Linked DNA regions of Mus musculus: region 1 is linked to region 2. Evidence: chromatin contacts called from public Hi-C data. All regions are on one chromosome and are shown on one strand. The core of a region is the stretch at or near the end of the contact, and the rest is flanking DNA. Distances in the headings are between cores, read along the strand shown.

Region 1 (6,159 bases), core at 2,696-5,195, 38 kb before region 2:
AGCATCTGTGTTTTGTTTGTTTGTTTGTTTGTTTGTTTGTTTGTTTTGAAGGCAAGGTCTGGTCTTGAACATGAATCCTCCTTGCTCTGCTTTTTAGTCTTTCAAGAGTGCTGTATGTGCCACCACACCCAGTTTTCAGGTTTTTAAAGTAAAGCTACTTTTTACTGTCAGACACACTCTTGCACACACACACACACACACATGCACACGCACTCGAGCATGCACATACTCACACATGCGAGAGAGAGAGAGAGAGAGAGAGAGAGAGAGAGAGAGAGAGAGAATAAAAATGTATTAAATTTCAAATACATAAAAAATCTAAAATTCCCTGAAATGGCTGATTTGCAAATTGGGTTTTCATCAAACCACTTATAAATTCAGGTATGATGTGACGTGGGCAGATGAGAAAGATTTCCAGAGGCCCACTCTAAGTCAGATATCAGGCGCCCCCTCCCTTTGTCCTTTAATTTCCTCCAATGTCCTGAAAAAGATGTGTTCATTAGCAACATCTCTCTGGGGGGGGGGGGGGAGAGAGAGAGAGAGAGAGAGAGAGAGATTGATTGAGATTTGCTGGCATGCTTTAGCAGGGCAGGTGTTAATTCAGCCAGGTCGCTGGCTTCATTGAGATGTTCTGGAATGTTCCTCACACAATGCAGTTTATATATCTACTGTAGGAACTCAAGGCAGTAATATTCTGGAACCTTCTCACAGTAAAATCAACAGCAAGCAAGTAGACAGTGCCAGCTTCCTCAGATAATTACTGATGTCTTAGGAAAAGACTCTCTGAAGCATGGCTGCCCAGGCACTAGCATCCAAGCTGAGCGCTAGAGCCAGGATCTGCCCTTGTGAATCCTGAAACTGAGCGCTAGAGCCAGGATCTGCCCTTGTGAATCCTGAAGCTACTGAAATCGATTTGAGTTTTAGAATGACCTGCAATCACAGACAATTTACCTGATTGCTTGTTCCAGGGACTCAAAGCCTTCAAGGTGCTGGGATTTGTAGTTGTGTTTTGTAGATTTAAAAGAGGGGAAGATAATGTAAGGGGGAAGGTGTGTGTGTTGGGGGGACAGAAGGAGCTTTGAACTTAAATTATCGCTTTAAAAAGAAACATGCAATTTTCACTCGGAATAATGGCTGAGGTAAGTGCTAACAGGTCCAGCCAGATCTGGAAATGTGCTATCTCATTCTAGCTGTCAGGTGAGAAATGTCTTTTTCTTCCTTTTAAATAACGTATCTACTTTAAGAATGGATGGTAGGTAGCCAAATGGGCATCTTTCTAGAGAAAAAATTTTTTTAAAGAAAGTAAAAATGATTTAAATTTCTCTTCTTCTTGGTCAGCCCTGCTGTCTGTGCGGATGATACACAGACGGTGGCAGTGAGAATTAGGAATTATGAATTCAGAACGCCTCTTTCTTCAAAGGGCTTATAATACTCTTTCCTATAGATTTGAAATCTTGTCTTTGCAGAGGTGGCTTCCTCTAATCATATGTGGCATGTCCTGACTCAGTTCTTCTTGGTGGAGCTTGCAGTAAAGGGCTAGTGCATCCATTTATTTCTTCTTCCTGTTCTCATGAAGATACCGGATGCTTAACTATCACACATGCTGGCTTATTCTGTATATTACCTGAAAACCTCATTAAAAAACAAACAAACAAAAAGACACTAAAAACCCAAACCCTTATTTTTATTAAGAAATCTTATCAGGAGATCCAACGCCTTTGATGTTTGTTCTCGACGTGTCTTTCAGCCTCCCCGACCTTAAAGTTTAGAAGCAGTTCTCACTCTGTCTTCTCCAACAAAATCAGCCTCTCAGAGTTATTACAAATACTGGTTTGCGAAGCTGACAGGTGAAGTGGAGTAATATTAGGTTTTGAAGGCTGCACAGGAGTCGAAGCCCCTCTCCAACATTAGTGCACATGAGCACAGGCATCACAGAGCCCGATGCTGCCTCGCCCTGCACTGCTGCAATTGCAGGGTTCCTTCCCTGGTGTCATGCAGACACTCAGAAGAAGGGTGGGGCTCCCTGGTCTTGCAGTGTAATGGCAAAGAGATTCTCTGCTGTTCAGAAAACTGAATTGTTCACATTCTGGTTTTCCAATATTCTCCACAAATACCTTGAACATAATGGGGTGGTTAAGACTGTCACTGTTTCTAATGTTACAAGGGAGATGAAAACCTTTGTGTCAGGCCAAATGAGATGTGTGCACCAGTGCAGATGGTGGTTATCAAAATGAAGGGGGTGAATCTAAAAGCCCAAGGAAAATCTCCTAGGGAGGAGACTGATAAGAATGAATATATATATATATATATTATATATATTTATAATATATATATATATATATATATATATATATATATATATATATAATGTGGTTAAGGTCTAGAAGTGAAATCTAACTGTGCTAAGCTCTGCTGGCAGCCTTATGAGTCAGCACACCTCTCAACCCTTCAGCAAGTGCAGCTAGAGTAAATGGGTAAGAGCTGTCTTTGGACACACCCATTCTCTCTCTCTCTCTCTCTCTCTCTCTCTCTCTCTCTCTCTCACACACACACACACACACACACACACACACACACACACCTTTATGCTGCTGGGTGTCTGAATTCAGAGCTTGTATCCCAAACTGCACCCTTCCACCTCCACTGAGAAGACTCAGCTCCAGTGCAGAAGGGCTAGCCTTCAGCTCTCTCCCCAGCGTAATTGGATCAGGGCTTATTTCTTCCTCTAGGGGCAACTCCTACTTCATTTTCTCTCCAGTCTGCATGTTATCAGCTTGACATCCCCTTCAGTGGCACATGACAAATTAAATTGGCCATCACTGTACTCATCAAAGGAGGTTGTCTTCTGTTCCCCAGAAGTCCTGTGTTCTCTCTCTCTCTCTCTCTCTCTCTCTCTCTCTCTCACACACACACACACCTTGGTTTTTATTTATTTCTATTTTTTTCCCTAGGGTTTTGTTTGAAAGGTTATAAGGAACATATGGACCATAAAGCCAAAAGTATAGTCGCAAAATATGACTCAAATACCTACATCTCTACTGCCTTGCATTTAAAACAAAAACTTTACAAAAACGCGAATTAAGTTATTTTCTCCATCTTCCCTCGTAATTCAACACTTTAACGCATATTTTCTGCCAAAAAGTCATAAAGTAAAAATGGTGTATCCTAGGCGCTTCCAAGTCTCACACATCCTTGGCAGAATAACCTGCAGCACAGGGGTAGATCAGAAACGGAGGGGGTTAGCTGGTTAGCAACATCTACAGCCACTGTTTCTTCTCTCCTTGGCATTTCAAGTGGCTTTTGGGGACAGAGTGACGGGACCAACGCAGAGGCTTCGCCCTAGCCCTACCCAGGGCTGATTCTCAAAAGGGCCCCCGCCCCCCACATTCAAACACGCCGGGTGTACCCAGCCTGCGCCAGCTAGCTAGAGCTCCCGGCTCCTATCTGAGTGTCTTTTCAACCTTTGTCAAGTATCTCAAGACAAGAATTCCTCAAATCAAAGCGCTTTCCCAAACCAGGGACTGGGGAAACTCGAAAAAGAGGCCCAGAAGGCGAGTGACTTCGGACTTGTTCTGCAAGCTTGACTTAGTCATTACACCAAACCTCCTGTGCCCTAGAGGATCCCGGGGTTCCCACACAGTAGGAGGGCATCCCATGCCTGCGCTCCCGCTGGGCACTCACCTACTGCTAGAAAAGAAGTCACAATCTGTGGTCCAGACTTCCGCCGCAGAGAAGCCCAGCACGCCCACCCAGAGGGCTAGCGCGCCTCCGCGGGTGGTCGGATCACAGGGTGCCGAGGGTACCCACTGAGGTGGCCGGACATCTGGGTGTCTGAGCGCGCCCTCCGAGGTAGTCTGATCGCTCGCGCCCGGTAGGGCGGTGGGAACCCGGGCAGCTGCTGCGAGGAGCGCTCCCGGGCGGGTCCGCGCCGAGCTCGAGCGAGCGGGCGAGCGGGGCGGGAGGGGCCATTTGTAACCGAGCAGACGCTACCACCGCCCCTTACTCGCGGGGGGCGGGGGCGGGCGGTCAGGTGATGGCGGCCCACCCCGCGCCGCGGAGCCCGGTGGTTCCTGCCCGGGAGGAGCCCCCTGGCGCGCTCTGATTGGAACTCCCGCTGCAGTAGGAGGGGGAGGGGGACACGTGACCGCCCGACTGGGCAGCCGGCGCGCCCCACCCGCTATGGGCACCCCATCTTTCCTCCCGGAAAAGCCGGGGAACACAGGGAAGGCGGGGGAGCACGCAAGGTGCAACCAGCTCCTTTAGCTGCAGTGCCGGGTGATCACCGCAGCTGAACCTGGGAAGGCATTCACACTACCAACCGGCCTTCACAGTCCTCCGCCCTGCCCTTGGCAGTAGAACCCTCCCTCCTCTGCTGCAGCCCCCCCCCCCCCCACACACACACACTGACACTCTGAATAGACCCCACCGGCACTTCATAGTCAAGCGTGACCCCTCCCCTCTCTGTCTCTTTCTGCGCACCGGCGAGAGTGAGTACCCGAGAACAGCTTAAGGCGATGCGATGCATTGCAGACACCGCCCAGTTCCAAGGCTAGAAAACCCCGCAACCCACGACTAGACCACGCCCGGGAATGCCTGATAACTCCAAGGTCTACAAGGTTCTGAACTCGAACAGGCTCCCTCAGGAGAAGGGAACCGCAGTAGAAGGCCCACCCTCCCCAGAGAGGGCAGTGGTCTTCTGAGTGCAAGTCCAGTCCTCAGCCCAGGGGAGCAAAGATCCAATAAAGGTCAAATTAAAACATAAGGTAGTGACGCCGCCAGGGACGTGCCTCATGGTTGTGGGAAGCCGGCAATTAACCACCCACGACCGGGCGTTGCTTTTCTCTCGAATGTGAACGCCCTCGGAGTTGCGCTGTTCCATGCTCGCTCCAGTTCTCTGCAGAGAACGGATTCTGCAGCCTTGCACTCTGCTTCCCCATGACCCCCTCCCTTGGTTGCACCATCCTAGATGGCAGGAATTCAGAGAAAATGCGGTGTCACGTCCGCTGCGACGCCCGTGGACGCGTCTGCGACAACCCCAGCAGCACATGGGGACCGTGAATCTGCTCGCCACTTGGGCCATACTGTGGGCATTCTTATGAGATTATTAGAAGCAAACTGTCTCTCTCTACACTGGCTTCTTTCTAACTTCTGTCCAAGAGAGTTTTGTACTGTATTTGGACGTGGATGCGGTTTTTGGCCAAGGCAGAAACCGCATAGTCCAAAGCACAGATGGGGGAAGAAGGTGGGACTTAATGGTCCCATTGCACTCCAACTTCCCTCTCAACCTCTACCCGCGAAGCAACGCCTCCCTTAACCCAGAGGGTCTTTCCCCAACCCCTTCATGACACTTGTGTGCTTCCCTGGGCACAGGACAAATGTCCAGCAGGTTTGCTTAGTAGGAAGCTTAACTGCATGCAAAGCTTCGGGCACCAACGCTAGACAGAACTTTGGAGGACTCCGAAAAGCTACCATGGGAGAGAGGGGCCTGTCAAATTAAGAAGTATATTATTTTCCAAGCAGATGCCTCGCTGCCCTTCTCAAAACTACACTATATATAAAAGGGGGAAAATAATCCACTACACACACACACACACACACACACACACACACACACACACACACACACCTTTTTAGCAAGGATCTGGGAAGTTGAGAGAATACTGCTCACTTGTGGCATCGCCCGAAGAGATAATTCCTGAGGGTCTGGCGTGTATTCAAAGATATGATATCCGGTAGCCTAGACAGGAAGGAGGTGAATACTCCTTCAGAGTCTCAAGGTTGTGATTTTGAACTTGAAACTGTAGATCCTAATTTTTTTGTTTTTGCCTCCCTCTCCCTTCAATGCTTTATGTTGCATATCTGGGAATGATGGTGGAGTTAAATGCAACACACACACACACACACACACACACACACACACACACACACGTTGGGTCCGGCACAGCTGGAGATGTGTGGTATCAGATCCTGGACTTTCACGTGTCCGACCCTTGAGTACCATTGAGAGAGGCAGCCCAGAGTGGCTGATGCAGAGACTGACACGCCTTGTAGTGTAGGGAGTGTTCGCGACAGTGTCTGAATTGGGGTAGGTCCCTGACTTCGAGCCCTGCTTGTCTACAGGGTCACGCCCTGTTGAGAAAACACACAACAGCCGGGATG
Region 2 (5,710 bases), core at 1,322-3,821:
AAGTTATGAACCAAATGGATCTAACAGATATTTATAGAACATTTCATCCTAAAGCAAAAGAATATACCTTCTTCTCAGCAGCTCACAGTACCTTCTCCAAAATTGACCATATAATTGGTCATAAAACAGGCCTCAACAGATACAAGAAGATTGAAATAATCCCACGCACCCTATCTGATCACCACGGACTAAGGCTGGTCTTAAATATCAACAAAACAATGGAAATCACACATATACATGGAAGCTGAACAATGCTCTACTCAATGATAACTTGGTCAAGGAAGAAATAAAGAAATTAAAGGCTTTTTAGAATTTAATGAAAATGAGGACACATCATACCAAAACTTATGGGACACAATGAAATCAGTGGTTAAGAGGAAAACTCATAGCTCTAAGTGCCTCCAAAATGAAACTGAAGAGACCTTACACTAGCAGCTTGACAGCACACCTGAAACAAAAAGAAGCAAATACACCCAAGAGGAGTAGATGGCAGGAAATAATCAAACTCAGGGCTGAAATCAACCAAATAGAAACAAAAAGAACTATGCAAAGAATCAACAAAACCAGGAGCTGGGTTTTTGAGAAAATCAACAAGATAGATAAACCTCTAGCCAGACTAACCAGAGGGCACAGAGGCAGTACTCAAAATAATAATATCAGAAATAAAAGGGGAGACATAACAATGAAACATATCTTAAAATAATTATTCTGCTTGTTGAACGTTAACAGTTGAAAATATTAAAATCATGTTCTTCAAACATCATGGAAATATTGTTAAACTGTGCTTGAAATGAGCATTTTCTTAATATTTAACTTCAAAGAATTTTGCTGTTTTGAAATTTTTAAAATATACTTACTGATAAAAATAATTTCTCTCCTAGAAACACTGGTAATCTTTTTAAAGTAAACTGATTGTTAGACAATGTACACAGATATATAATGTATTTTAAATACTCTCTTACTATGTCAGGTGGTATCATATAAGGGCTTTTGAATATATTTCTTAATTATTCATTTTTAATATGTTATGTTCTTTTACTATGCTTTAATCCCAAAGAATATTTTGTATGTTTTGAAACAATTTAGTATTCAATATTAGATATAGGATCCTCAGTTATGCATAGTAGTAAATATTCATTAATAGTTTTGGGGTATGAAAGGATATGAATACAAAAGTTGAACAATTTTTATGTATTATTTGATTCTCAAAATACTTAATATTCTTAATATGTTTGATGTATAAAATGCTTTTAAATAATAAAAAAATTAAGAAAAAAAAAAGAAACAGGGTCTTAGAATGGAGGTGGCTTTAGATCCTCAATCCTTCCGCTCCTACCTCCCCAGTGCTGAGATTACTGGCATACCCCACCATGCCTGGGCTGTGCCCTTGTTTTAGCCCAAACAGCCCAGCATTTATCTTCCTGATACTGGGGCTCTATCCAGTATCCACTGACTGAGGCTACATGGCCCAAATTCCTGGGTTCACCTGGATTTCGAGGTCTGCCTGTCCCTGAGCCCGAGTGACCCAGCATCTCTGGCTTGGCTGTGACAGGATGCTTTGTCACTGTAGGCTGACGCAGAGGCAGTCTCCCACTGCAAGTCTCTCAGCTGCTATGAGTCTAGAAATATTATTAGAGAATGTGCGTCTCTCCTTCAGCCTCTCCCCTGAACAATGTGAACAGGAAGGTCTCTGCAGAGTTCATGGGTATCATGAACTCCCCCAGGAGGCTTTGGTTCATGCTTGACAGCTATCTTCGGGGCCACAGGGAGGATCCCACTCATGACAGGTACATGATGGAGCTTGCATGTTGTTCAAAGAGTATTTAAACGCTAATTGAAAAACCAGAGATTTCATGTCACATTTTAGATACTTGGCTTTTCTGGGGGGAAAAAAACATGTCAGCTGTCAGCAGCCCCCAGCCATGTGTCCATATGCAATTCAGCTCACCTACAGGGCTGATTAGCTGTGGGCCTTACCTGGTTCTACCTGTCCATCCATCCTGCTGCTCATTCCTGCCTGTGGCATTACTGCAGCCTGGGTTTTGTGAGCATGGGCATATGTAATGAGATATAATCAGAGTTTCTGATGCTGCTGCAAACAGAGTGGGTGTTCACTGTGGGTGCCTCCCACATTGTCAGGCCTGTCACATGGGCATGAGCTTGGTCTTCACAGCACCAGAAGAAAGACTGCGGATGGTGTGACCTCAGATGTCATTTGTCACAGGCTGCATCACTGAAAGCAGGCAGGCTTCTGTCCTGGCCTTTAGAGACAACTGGTTGTGATTAATTTCAGAGTTGGAGCACTTTATCTCCGTTGGACATGTGAGCTTTTCGGCGACACTGCTATGTGCTCAATTTGCAGGTACTTTAGCCAGTCTGGATTTGGAAATGGACTTACTCCTAAGAAACATCAGACCAGGGCAAACAAGATGACTTAGTGGTACATACACACTCTAAGGTGCTTTTGTTTGTTTGTTTTAACGAAAGGAAACATCAGGCTGGGCCAGGGGACTCCACTTTTCCGCAGTGCTCTAAGGGAATTCTGAGACCGAGCTCTCCCTGCCCCGCCCTGAAATGAGCATGGCAAAAGACCTGCATGGCAGATTATCTCATTAGCGGGGCCCTTGAAGGAGACGATGCTAAGCATGTCGATAATTGTGTCCTTGGTTCGGGGCCAGAACCCCCCTCTCCCTGCCTGGCGGCTTGCCAGCTAAGGGAAGAGACCACAGGCTTCCGCAGCCGTTCTCTGACAGTGCCGCAGAAGTGAGTTATTCTAGTGTGTACGTGGGAAGGGAGGGGGGAGATGGGAAGGAAAGTGAGAAACTGTATATAAGCAAATATTCAAAGAGAAAGAGGGGGAAGCTCGTGTTTATAAAATCATCAATGGGATCCTGCCAGAACCCCAAGTGAGCAGCAGGCTCTGGGGCCCTTCAAAGCCCAGCAGACATTAATTGCCAGCTTCAGTACTGGTACAGCCTGGGCATCCTCAAGAAAATGAGGTGGGTCCCAGTGCCCCTGTTTGTTGCGTGGGAACAGGCATAGGACACTGAAGCTGCATCAGGCCCAGCACCCAGAGGTAGTTTTAACTACCTCTGCAAGCCAACACCTAAGGATGTAGCAGGCTATCTGTGCCAAAGCTGCCTTCAGTGTGACTGGCTTACAGGACAAAGGAAAGAATGATGGAAAGAAGGTAGGAATGGGGAGATGGCTCAGTCAGTAAAGTGTTTGCTGCACAAGCTTGAGGTCCTGAGTTAAGAGACCCAACAACCTCACAACAGGCCAGACATCTGCACCTGTAATCACAGTATTGTGGCATAGAGACAAAAAGATCCTAACCAAGTTCTAGGTTCAGTGACAGACTGCCTCAAAAATAAGGTGGAGATTGAACAAGACACCTAACATCAACCTTTGACTGTCATATGAATGTACATGCATACACACATACACACACATACATATATACATACATACACATACACACATAAGCAATACATATACCTATATATGTACACACATATATGTATATGTACATACACATACATATACACACATGCCCACACATGAACATATACAATAATACACATACACACACGTACACACTCACAAAGATATATAGATACACACACACACATATATCTACAAATATGTATATACATATACATACACAAGCCTACACACATACATGCATACAGGTACACAACACATGTAAAAAACACACTATATACAAATATACATAAACACATACATACCTACACACATATACAACCACACATACACCCCCACACATATATACATAACATACATACATACACACATAAACATACCTATACATATACACACACATGCACACATGCATGTACACATACCCATACAGGTGCACCAAGACACATACACACACATACACATACACACATATACATACATATATATGTACATACATACATACACACATAAACATACCTATACATATAAACACACATGCACACATGCATGTACACATACCCATACAGGTGCACCAAGACACATACACACACATATACATACATATATATGTACATACATGCATACATACATACACACATATGCATACAGGTGCACCAACACACGTGCACACAAAAGCCAGGTGAGTTTTTACAAAGAAAGAAGGGCAAGAAGGGACATAATAAGCTGGTTAACACCCAGGCAACCTTGCTGCTAAGTGAGAGTCATTTTTTCCTGCAGGCTTCCTTCCCCTTCTTCACATTTCACCAGTTCTAATATGGGCACCCTTCCCTTCCTGGGTCAGCATTAAGGGCAAATCAAAAAAGCAAATGATGAGATTTTGAGAGAATACTGAGTACCACAGAGGAGTGTGTCCACAGGACTGAGTCAGCTGCTTATCTGAAACAAATGTCCACAGAGACAAATGAAATGGCACCCTACACACCTCCGATTTTGAGAGTATGCTGAGGCTCCTGCTTCTCTGTGCTCTGTAGTTGCAAGGGTAGAAATTGCTTCCAGTCAAGATAATCTGATCCTACCCCATTTGAACTTCACAAACTCACACTATGCTCCTGTTTGTTTCTCCACTTGGTTGTGACCCAGGCCATAGAAGCACAACTCAGATTCACATTTCAATGTGACAAGGCTCACTGAAGTCCAACAGCCCAGATACTCACAAAACAATTAAAATACCAGAAGCCTAATAGATGAGAAGTTCTGGAGGAACTTAGATTTGCTCGAAGGAACGTCTACAAGCTGTTAATTTTAAGGGCCAGCCTTCTACGGCAAACTGAGATGTGTTAAAGCTAAGGACAACGTCCTGGTTCACTGTGCTTCTGGGTGTTTACAGATATTGGTGACTACATAGATGAAGAGACTCTGAATGATACTGGTTCTACTAAGCGGGTCTCTTGGAAACCATCTATGGAAAAGTGGGTGTGTCTGAAGCTGTCAGGAGTGTTGGCTACTGGGCTCTCACCGGCCTCAGCCCATCAGAGACTCACCTGCCCCCACTTTTCCTCCTCCTCATAAATCCCCCAACCTTATTCCTCCCCCAGCCAATGACTGAATTACATGAGACTACACGGACGAACTTTTGTTATAATTCATGCTGTTAAGCTTCTGGGGACGGGCTGAGCATGGTCCACAACACAAACCCACTTCTTCATGTTTCATGTGGAGTCCATCTGTCCACCTCTCATGTGGAGTCCATCTGTCCACCTCTCAGACTGTATTCTCCCATGTTCTTTTGACCTGAAAGTGCCACTACCTTCTGAAGGAACTTGGATTTGGTCCAGACCTGCTCTGCCGGGCTCTCATGGAAGGTCTTAGTTTTTGGTTCCAAGGGAAGTATTTGTGACTTAACACAGTGGCCCTGATTTCTGGAATTGGTGCCCATGAGCCCATTCTGGCCCATCCTTTCTGCTCAGGATCTTGCAGGTGAGCACAGATGGCCAGTTCTTAATAAGAACATCAGAAAGTCAGAAGACACTGATCTCTTTCAGAGTGGAAAAAGAATTCGCTTTCCAGCAAGAATTCCAGCTCCCTCCGTTGTCTCCTAAAATGCAAAGAAAAAAAAAAAGTAGAACAATGGGAAACTTTCAGCCCAGCAGTTCTATTATCAGCTGTGGACAGCTCTTTCTCCTCCCTGTTCTGAACTGAATTGTTCTTTCTTCCCTCGTATGTGTTCATCACAGCTGGAAAGGCCATCTAAGCTCTGAGAAACATC

What was found. A called contact is a pair of places that touch in the nucleus more often than the background predicts.
Region 1: a Hi-C map of the N1E-115 cell line shows a contact between it and region 2, with 7 times the contacts expected there. The contact joins the promoter of 9530059O14Rik here to the enhancer-like site in region 2. A contact is called at or near these places in 6 of 484 Hi-C or Micro-C datasets (the N1E-115 cell line, cerebral cortex, cortical glia and 2 more) and 2 of 115 datasets of contacts at active chromatin or transcription factors (embryonic fibroblasts and embryonic stem cells).

The regions. Positions count from the first base shown.
Region 1 is chr9:122,570,287-122,576,445 of GRCm38.p6, reverse strand. 9530059O14Rik (RIKEN cDNA 9530059O14 gene) reads right to left here and starts at 3,945. Exons shown (of 2, transcript NR_015610.2): 1 at 3,682-3,945.
Region 2 is chr9:122,531,577-122,537,286 of GRCm38.p6, reverse strand. No RefSeq gene overlaps it. Among named protein-coding and RNA genes, the nearest start is that of 9530059O14Rik, 38 kb to the left of the region's middle. Within about 2 kb of position 2,571, at least 24 of the 459 cell types and tissues checked have an H3K27ac peak or open chromatin away from gene starts, as enhancers often do. A contact at or near this core is called in the N1E-115 cell line, cerebral cortex, cortical glia and 1 more, where this site is marked.